Linked DNA regions of Sus scrofa: region 2 is linked to region 1. Evidence: chromatin contacts called from public HiChIP or PLAC-seq data. All regions are on one chromosome and are shown on one strand. Each heading gives the region's core, a stretch centred on a gene start, on an enhancer-like site or on the middle of the called end of the contact. The rest is flanking DNA. Distances are from core to core; before and after follow the strand shown.

What was found. HiChIP or PLAC-seq counts read pairs in DNA pulled down with a chosen protein or histone mark.
Region 2: a contact with region 1 is called in an H3K27ac HiChIP or PLAC-seq map of skeletal muscle, with 4 times the contacts expected there. The contact joins the promoter of PEG10 here to the promoter of CASD1 in region 1. A contact is called at or near these places in 4 of 47 Hi-C or Micro-C datasets (fetal heart ventricle, heart right ventricle and skeletal muscle) and 1 of 2 datasets of contacts at active chromatin or transcription factors (skeletal muscle).

Annotation. Positions count from the first base shown.
Region 1 is chr9:74,273,787-74,278,653 of Sscrofa11.1, forward strand. CASD1 (CAS1 domain-containing protein 1) reads left to right here and starts at 2,747. Exons shown (of 18, transcript XM_021063369.1): 1 at 2,747-3,478. The coding sequence starts at 2,887.
Region 2 is chr9:74,471,329-74,476,195 of Sscrofa11.1, forward strand. It overlaps PEG10 (paternally expressed 10), which reads left to right and starts at 2,793. Exons shown (of 2, transcript NM_001302463.1): 1 at 2,793-2,989. It overlaps SGCE (sarcoglycan, epsilon), which reads right to left and starts at 2,496. Exons shown (of 11, transcript NM_001144124.1): 1 at 2,377-2,496. The coding sequence starts at 2,413.

The sequences.
Region 1 (4,867 bases), core at 1,497-3,996:
GAGATCAGGTTCTCAAATGAAATGGTCTTTGTTTAGGGCCATATTCATAGCATATGGAGGTTCCCAGGCAAGGGGTCGAATCCAAGCTGTAGCTGCCGGCCTACCTCACAGCAACATGGGATACGAGCCGCAACTATGACCTGTACCACAGCTCACAGCAATGCCAGATCCTTAACCCAATGGGCAAGGCCAGGGATTAAACCTGTGTCCTCATGGATGCTAGTCAGATTTGTTTCTGCTGAGCCACAATGGGAACTCCCGAAATGATCGTGATACAATCAAGTACATAGACGAAAGAGACAACTTTGGAAAAGAGGAGGAATTTTTCAAGTTCGAAGGGAACTATATAGTTAATAATATTGTATTGCATATTTGAAAGTCACTAAGAGAGTAGATCTTAAAAGTTCTCATCACAAGAAAAGAAAATTCTGTAACTACATATTATGTAAGAATGTATGGTGACAAATATTAACTAGACTTATTGTGGTGATCATTTTCCAAACACACAAATATCACATTGTAAACCTGAAACTAATACAATGTTATATGTCAATTATACCCCAATTTTAAAAATCCAATCAGTAGAAACAGTAATAAAGTGGACACAGTAAAGCAGGAACAGTTTATACCAGAAGAGTCTATACCTCAGAACTGTGCTCCTCCTGTTGTGCTGGCTGGTCCTTATCAATACTTTTTCCTGTTTTCTTTATCACCAGGACCTCCTGTGGAACAATGGGAAATAGTTGGTGAAGAAAAGAAAAAATAAGGGAAGGAATAAAGTGTCGTCAGGTTTTGTTTTGTTTTGGTTTAAGTAATGCAAGGTTCAAAGAGTCCTATCAGATGGTTTCTCTTTTTATCAGATTATTAGGGGAGAAGTAACTGCTGAGATTTAGTTAACATTCTGGACAGTTTAGAGGTAGGCAAATAAACATGGAACCACTAACTAGTTTTTGGCATCATCAGATTTGAGTTTAAGAAAGTTCAATCTGGGAGTTCCTGTCATGGCTCGTCGGAAACAAATCCGACTAGCATCCATTGCTGTGGCTGTGGTGTAGGCCAGCAGCTGTAGCTCCAATTTAACCCCTAGCCTGGGAACTCCCATATGCTACAGGTGCCGCCCTAAAAAAAGCTCAGTCTGGTTCGAGGAATGGCGGAGAGCTGTAAGATTGGGTTTTCGAGCCTGACCTGAGGAAGATAAGTGATTCAGGCAAGAAACCGTGACACAAGGGTATGGAGAGAAGGGAACATATTTGAGAGTGATATAGAAGGGAGAATGAAGACTGAAAAGTCAACACTACTATTTCTAGAACTTGTCAAAGAAGGAAAGAGATGGAGAGGTAAACACACAGAAACACAGTCCCTGAATGAGCGTCACTAATAAGATAAAGATTATTGGTGGAAGGGAAATACTGATGAGAGAAGGAGAGTTTAAAGAAAACACAGAGAGGATGACTGACAAAGGAATAACTGATGAAGTCATCAACAGCCCCAAGAAAGGGGGACAGAAAGAGATTCAGAGCATAGGAGAGGGATTAGCTGTAAACTAGAGGGAAGGAAAAAGGAAGTCCACAAGCTCTTTACAGTATTTCAGAAAGCCTTCTGGAAACTGCAATTAAGAAAAATGTCAAGTTTCTTTACTTTTGGCAGGCATTAAATCAACCCTGCAGGCTAACACTGGTTATCACATTCCAATCAAAAATTCTAATTTGCTGTTGATGACATCATAGAAATTTCTAGGATGTGATTGGTAGACCATATACAGTAAGCAGAGTTATTTATCTGTTTTTTACAATAGCCGATTTAATTCTTTCAGCATGTGATCAACCTTGGATCAGAAGAATGACAGCCAAAATTAAGCAACCATTTCCAGGGAACAGTCCCGAGTGTTTGTACACTTACTTAGCTTTATTGCTTATTAGCATTACATCTATGACAGTGATATATGAAATTTCATTTAAGTGACAAAATTTTTCAAGATATGGGGTCCATGGATAAAAACATAATAAAAAAGAGTCCTTGGATTAAAAAAATCGGGGTGACAAACTCTCTAAAGTCCCTTCGATATCTAACATTCTATCATTTTAAGGGGGGGCCTATAAATACAAGCTCAGGAATGGCTAAATGGGAAAGTTGTAGAAAACACCTGAAACCATCCTAACAAGGCAAATAGAATGGGAAGCAATACAAATAACCAATTCCACCGGGAAGGCAGTACAGGTGAAAAAAAGAGACAGGGGCTAACAAGCACTTAACAAAGGCAAAGAAATGCAGTGCTTTTTTTTTTTTTTTTTTGGCTAACCGCAGAACATTAACCAACTTCAGGCGCAGGAATGACAACACTTCATGTTTGGCCCATCCCCCTAGGGAACCCTGTGTCAATGCAAATGAAGAGCGGGGTTCTTTTCTTTCTAACACCTACAGTAAGCTACGTTCATTTTGTACCTTCTACTCTGTACTCTGGTGTACTTTCACCCACTGGAATTGGGCAAACCAAGGATTTTTTTTTTTCCAATTTTCAAGAGAAATGGGTCAAAGCAGTGATTTAAAGTTAAAACTAGTCTCACCCGTGGTTTGGGTGCTAAGGCTGCCAGCAGTCTCAAAACCCGACAAGCATCTGAGAGGCAGCCAGGCTGACCAGACACAGCCTGCCTAAAAGCCCCAGTGACATTTAGGTGGCCTTAGCACCCTGCTTGGCAGGTTCAGGAAGCGGAAACTCAGGAAAAGGTGTGTTGGGGAAAGAGGGAGTGGAACGATGTGTACTTTTCTTCTGTAACAGTAGTTTTATTGCCCCAACCTGGGCTCAGGTAGCGTTCAGTGAGTCAATTGAAAGCCCGAGGCTCGCGTTCACGTCGGGCTGGACCCGTGGTCCGCTCTCCTCACATCCCCATGTCTCTGCCACCGCCGCTGCCGCCGCCCGCCGCCGCCCGTGACCCCGTGACCCCAGAGGGCCGTCTGGGGCTCGTGACCCCGGAGCTCTGGGCGTCCGGAGCCCCCTTGCAGGCGCAGCCGCCATTAAGACGAGAGGCTCAAGAGGAGGAGGAAGAGGAGGAAGGGGAGGAGACAGGCGTCCAGGGCGCCTGGGGAACGGGCACGGCGGAGCAGCGGCGGCGGGGCTGGGGGGAGACCGCCGAGGCTGCCGCGGCCGAGAAGGGGCAGGTGGAGGCCGTGGGTACCGCAGCGGCGGCGGCGGCAGCGGGGTCAGTCTCCCCAGCGAGAGGCGCGGGTGACGGCCGCGGGGGCTGGTGGTGGCTCCTCGCCTGGCTGCGGCGGCGGCAGCCCCAGTGCTGCCCCTGTGTGGCGCCCCTTCCCCGCTCCGCCGCGCACTGTTGTCATGGAGGAACCAAGATGGCGGCTCTGGCCTACAACCTGGGCAAGCGGGAGATCAACCACTACTTCAGCGTGAGAAGCGCCAAGGTGCTGGCGCTGGTGGCCGTGCTGCTGCTCGCAGTGTGCCACCTCGCCTCCCGCCGCTACCGAGGTGAGCGGGCCCTCCCCCTGCCCCGCCGGGGGAGGAGGCGACGCGGCTGCTGCAGGCGGCCCCACTCGCCCGACACACGCCCACGCTCACGCGGCTGCCCGCCGGCGTGCTCGGCCAGCTGGGAAGGCGTTGCCCCCACGTGCCCCCCGCGGCGGGCCTGGTACTCCAGGCCGACCAAGTGGACCCCAGCGCAGGCGGCCATGGGGTCGGCGACCGTCGTCCTGGGCCCCCGCCAGCCGCCTACGCTGGGGCCGGGGGGCGCGCACCCGGGCCTGGCCGGAGGAGCTGCTGGGGTCCGGGCTCTGGCGCGGGCTGGGCCGGGGGAGGCGGTTCTGGCCCGGGGTTTGTGTGCAGGAGGTGAACAGGCGGCCCTCGAGAGCCAGCCCAGGGCGCATCAGGCCAAGGTTGCCCTGCAAGGGGTCACCTGCGCCCCAGGGGTTGGGTTCTTCAGCCTCTGTTGTACCCGGCCTCTGCCCTGGAACAGCCGGGCCAAGCTGTTGGACAGCGGCAGGGGCCGCCCGATTTTCCCTTGCCGCTGAGGTAACAGCTGGTAAAAGATGCTCTTGGCCAAATGGAGGAAGTCTCACCCTGCCTTTGTGATTCAGAAACGTTTAAAGGGTTCTGCACACTTTTGCAAAGTAAAGGCACTGGGGCAGGTATTTGGAAAGAAATTACGGGTTGACAGGAGTTGAGATGGGCAATGGAAACGAGTTGGAAGCTGTTTGAAAGGAGGCCTTCGCTGTGGTTTTTCAAATTGGTGTGGTGGAGAAATGGAAATATGACCTCCTTATTTCAGAATGAATTATCCTTCAGTAATCAAGGATAAGTCCTTGATGACTGTCTTTTTTCTTAATTTTCTGTGTAAAAATGCCATGAGGATAGAGTTTGACAGGCTGAGGGAAATAATGATACGATCTTTTATTTGTGGCTCTTAGTATTATCGAAGCCATTATCTGGACAGTTCTTGGTGATCGTGAGATTAATTGGTCAAGATGTAATGTGTAATAGACAGGTGTGCATTTTAGACTTTCTCCGTTTAATTAAACGCCTACTTTGGCAAAACATCCAGTAAATGGGGGCTGAACTCGCTCCTCATCCTAGGAAATCTTTCAAAGTGAATGACGTTTTGATCAAGTCTACTGCTTTGTTTTCTAAAATGCTTGAGGATTAAAATCTTATACTGTAGTACCTACTGGATGAACAGCCCTTTATATAAATACACTAGATCCATTTAAAAAAAGATTGTTTTTGCCCTTTTGACCTTTCTCCTCCAGCTTCCTTTAGATCACAGCCACATGACCTGGCAAGATTTGGTTTATCTGCAGTTGAGTAACAAGTCTCAACACTTTTATATACAAAATAATGCTAGAAATTTGATGCATAATTTGT
Region 2 (4,867 bases), core at 1,543-4,042, 200 kb after region 1:
GAAAAATCTATTTCTAAGCAAAGTAAAAATTACTTCTTATGTAGAATAACACAAAGAAATGTACCAAATGTTTACTACGTGAATTTTAGGATAGTGAGATAAGAGAAAACTCTCAATTCTTTGGTTTTAAATATTTATGCACTAATGTTGTTCACCTAACATTTTGATTAGAAAAAGTAATATTATTTCTTTTTTAAAAAGAATTATATATATATGCATATATATATATACATTTGCATTATATATATCTGCAGACATATATGTCATTTTGATAGTTAAGACTCCTTGGATAAAAAATAATGGAGGAAATTAATTTGATACTATTTTTAATTTTTTAGAAATTACCATGTGTAACTCTATGAAAAATACCTATCACTTAGGCACATATACAAGCATAGAGAAAGTACAGTCCGTAATGTTTACTGGGGTCATGGCAGGCTGAAGACGCTACACGTGATCTTGATTTTCTTTATTTTTTCCCCAGTTTTCTGGAGTTTTTTCCCCTGAATTTTGTACAATGAAAAGGAATTACTTTTATTCTGATAAGAGTAATAATACTAAATCTGTTTTTGTTCTTTCTGTGTACCTTCCCACCTCAAAAATCCTGGCTAACAATTTGATAGAAAATTCAACTAGGTTCAAACTTATTCAAACTTTAAAAGTCTTAGGATAGATTTTTAAACCTAAGTTTTCTCTATCATCTGTACTGTTTTTAATCTCATTTTTTTGAAAAAAGAATGTCTATCAGTTAACAAACAACTAGATGAAGTAACGTCCTTGGATTAAAAAAAATGCTAAGAATTTGACAGTCCGGCGGTCACCAGACAGTGCTCTGGCAAAGACAGGAATTTCTGAAATTATTCTATATTGCAGAAAAGAGTAAACATCCTAAACATTAAAAGGCACTAGGCACTTCTAAACAATATAATTATGATCACCCAACTTCCTAGAAAAATTATACTTCAGTGTTGGAAATCTGCACTTCACTTATTCATATATTTTATGGTCAACATCTATTTCTGATAAAAAACAGAATCTCAGTAAATGTGCTCCAGTTTATTTAGGCCAGAAAGGCTCACTTAAGGTGAGATGCCTGCCATCCTATTATCCACAATGGGTCAAATTCTCTTTTATCCTCTACGTATAAAATAATCTGCAGCTAGTGTTATTGAAATATGCTCAAATTTAGCCTTCAAATACAAATGTGTCTCATCTGTGTTCTTATCAGAAACCTCACTCAGTTGTAGACAATTGGTTTTTCACTTAAAACTTCTTTTACTAAGATAAATAGCAGATTGTCCCTTTTCTCAGTGCCTAACACTTTGAGGCGATTAGGAAGTCCACGTTAAGCGTTTGTTTGTTTGTTTGTTTAAAGCATCCTTCCTCATCTGTATTTGAGAGTGGTAACCCACTGCAATTTTCTCATTTTCTCTAACGTAAAATATATGTTTATATGTATAAATATACACAAATATTTGTGGCCGGCAACACACTTTAAAGGATTAAACGTGAGGACCGTGACTAAATGTATTCATTCACCCTACAGGATTCAGAAAAATATAACATTGCAGAGAGATCTAGGTCTCTGCGTAAACCTCGTAATCACCAAGAGGCCGTAGCCGGGAGGCTCCGAAGCCCGCCAAATACATTGGAGGCATCCACAGCTGTTTTTAATTGTTTTTGCTTTCTTCAAATAGTGCACTTGGTAGGGTCCCTGGCCCCCAACCGGGGTTAACCCTAACCTGAAAGCCCTATTTAGCTCCTAATTTATCATGATTCCGTTTCCCCACTCCGTAAAACCTAAGGAAAACGAGATTTCCATCGCCGAAAAATTCGCTTAGGAAAAGGGGAAAATTAGGCGTTTCAAAATGCACATTTTTTGTGTTCTCTCCAGATCACATTCAAGAAAAGGGGAAAAAAAGATGTGTCTCTGTAGAAGGGGGCGCAGCTTGACACCCATTTTCTATGGCTCGTCTACCGGCCGCAGAACCCCATTATTGGGGTAACGCCCCCCCCCCAAATGGGCAACGACCCCCTGCTCTTTGAGGAAGAGATCAGGAGAGGTCCACCAGCAGGGCTGCTGGAGAGCGGAGGGGGCGAGTGGGAATGGAAATTGGAGACGGAATTCCAGCGCCTCTGGGCAGGGAGGGGCCCGCGGGGGCGCGGAGAAAAAAGGCCAGGGGTCAAGCCTGGTAAGGGCCGCAAAGGGCCCAGGAAGTGGGGTATGGGGAGTCCTGATGGAGGGGTACCTTGGGGACTCCACAGAAGGGGGGCTGGTGCCCAGAAAAGGCACCTGGGTACCCAAAACCCGGGAGGGGGATGGGGAGGCGAAGGCCTGTTGGCCCCAGGACCTCCCATCGCGCGCACACCACTAACCTGTCAGCAAGAAGGTGCCAGTGGTCGCGGGGCTCATCCTGGGTGTCCCCCGACCCTGTCCCGTCCAAGCACAAGGGTCTCCCAGCTCCCACCACCGGGGCAATTGCTTTCTTGGCCTGGCTAGGCCGGCCGTCCTCGATTCTCCCCTCCCCTCCCTTTCTTCTTTCCTCCCAGCTTGGCCAGTTCAGCATCAGCATCCTGCACCCCCTCCTTAATCCCGTACTCCCTCTAGCGGCGGGCCGGTGTAGCGTGGCCATCGCCCCCACCCCCTTTTCCCCCATCCCCCTATCCCCTCCGCCCCCGCTCCCCCCTCTCCGCCCCCCTAACCCGCGGAGCACGCTGGGATTTGGCGCCCCCCTCCTCGGTTCTGCCTATATAAGGCTCACAGTCGGCACTCCCGGTACACGCGCTTCAACTTCGGTTGGTGTGTGTCGAAGAAACCTGACTACGACCTGAGGAGACCAGCGAAGAGGGACCACCGAGCCTCGCGAAAGGTCCGCTGAGCGGGCTCGCGTCCGGAGCCACTCCGGGCTGCTGAGCACCCAGCGGAGCCCACGCCTGGCGCAGGTGTGGGACCCCGTCCTTCCTGTCTTCGCAGAGGAGTCCTCGCGTGGTGAGTATGCGGTGAGGATGTTTCTTTTTTTTTAAGATCACATTCATTCCCTGTTATTATCAGGAGCTGCGGGAGATAAAGTAGCGCCCGAAAGTCTCCACGCACACCTTGTCACGCCTTCACTGGCTGTGCCCCAAAACTGCTTGGAGAAACCAAGCCTTCAGGGCTTTGATTCCCAGAACCCAAGTCCAGATGCGGGCTGTAGACAGATATGAGCTGCGGACAAACATGAGCTGCAGACGGACATGAGCTACAGACCAATTTGCAAACGTGCCGCAAAGTGGTATGCGCTACAAACTAATTGGCGCTTCAATTCGCTACAAACTGATAAGCGCTTCAAATGCGCTGCAGACTGATGAGCGCTGCAGATGCGCTACAGACTGATAGGCGCTTCAAATGAGCTACAAGCTGATGGGCGCTTCAATGTGCTGCCAACTGATGGGCACTTCATTGCGTGAAAACCAGTATCAACTGCGGTGATATATGAACTGCAGACTAATGAATGATTTGCGCTTTAAATGCGCTACAATATCTGAGCTGCAGAAGATTAGCACTACAAATATGATATTACCACTACAACAGCGCTTCATTGCGCTGTAGGACACAGGAACCACAGAGGTACATGAGCTACGGAACGATTTACACCTAAAATGCGCTACAAAATAGTAACAGCTGCAGAGGTACGCGAGCTGCGCTGTTTTGCGCTACAAAGAAACCAGCTGAAGCGAACATGAGCTGAAGAGTAAGATTACTCTTCTTAGAGGAACCCCACCCTTTGTCTCTAACACACCTTTTGGAATGGCTCCCACTATGTTTTTCTACAGGATGGTTCTCTGCGTGATGGTGCTGTTAGACAAAATGGAGCCCTGGGCAAAAATTAGTGTTTAACATTCTGCCCACACCACTCCTGCTATGGTAGTGAAGTGGAGGGACGCTGACTTGAGCGCAAAAGGGAATCTTTTGGTGGTGGCAGAGCAGGCTGCCTTGCCTAGTAGCGCTTGATTGAAGTGGCAGTGTAGTTGTAGTGGTGGCCCGAACTGGCGTCCAGCAACAGTTTGTGGCTGTTGGTTTGCTTAGTCTTGGAAGGGGAGGAGGTTGGATCTGCGGGTGATTGCTCTTGTTGCATGAAATGAATCTGGCTGTTGGAGGCTGGTGGGAGGGGTTCTGGGAGGGGGGATCCTGGGAGAGGCGTGCAGCCAGTCTCAGACATGCCCCGCCCATTCTAGCGAGCCTTCTCTGCAGTATCTGCTCTGAGCAGGTTTAGCGCCTCCCAGCGCCTACTTAGAGTGCGCCTCCTTTGCAGCGCGCCTTCCCAGAGCGCGCCTTCCCAGAGCGCGCCTTCCCAGAGCGCGCCTTCCCAGAGCGCGCCTTCTAGACCCTGCCTCCCCAGGCCCCGCCTCCCCCTAAGCCTGCCTCCTCTGAGGTAGTTCCCGTAGACCCTGCCTCCCACATGCCCCCCCTTCTTGGGTGGCTCCCCCAAACCCCACCTCTCTCTGAGCCTGCCCTCTTTGCGGTGGCTTACCCAGGCCCCGCCTCTTAAAGCTTGGCCCCTCCCTGAGCCAGCCTCTTCAGAACTGGCCTAGGGCCCCACCTCTCCAGAGCCTGCCTGCGCCTGCGCAGTGTGAGCCGCCCGCCCCCCGCACCACCAACCAATCAGGTCCCCTTCCTTTGCGCCTATGCGCCTTTACTGCCTAGCCTGGCTGCACAGCCCCACCCACCTGCGGGTTCTCCCTGCGTTTCTCCCTGCGCTGGATTTGATTTCTATCCGTTAGTGTCTAACAAAAATAAGAATAACAAATAAGAATAATTGACAGCAATAGCAATACATGGCATTGTATAATCAGTTTTCATATGTGAAATAACATAATCCCACAACCT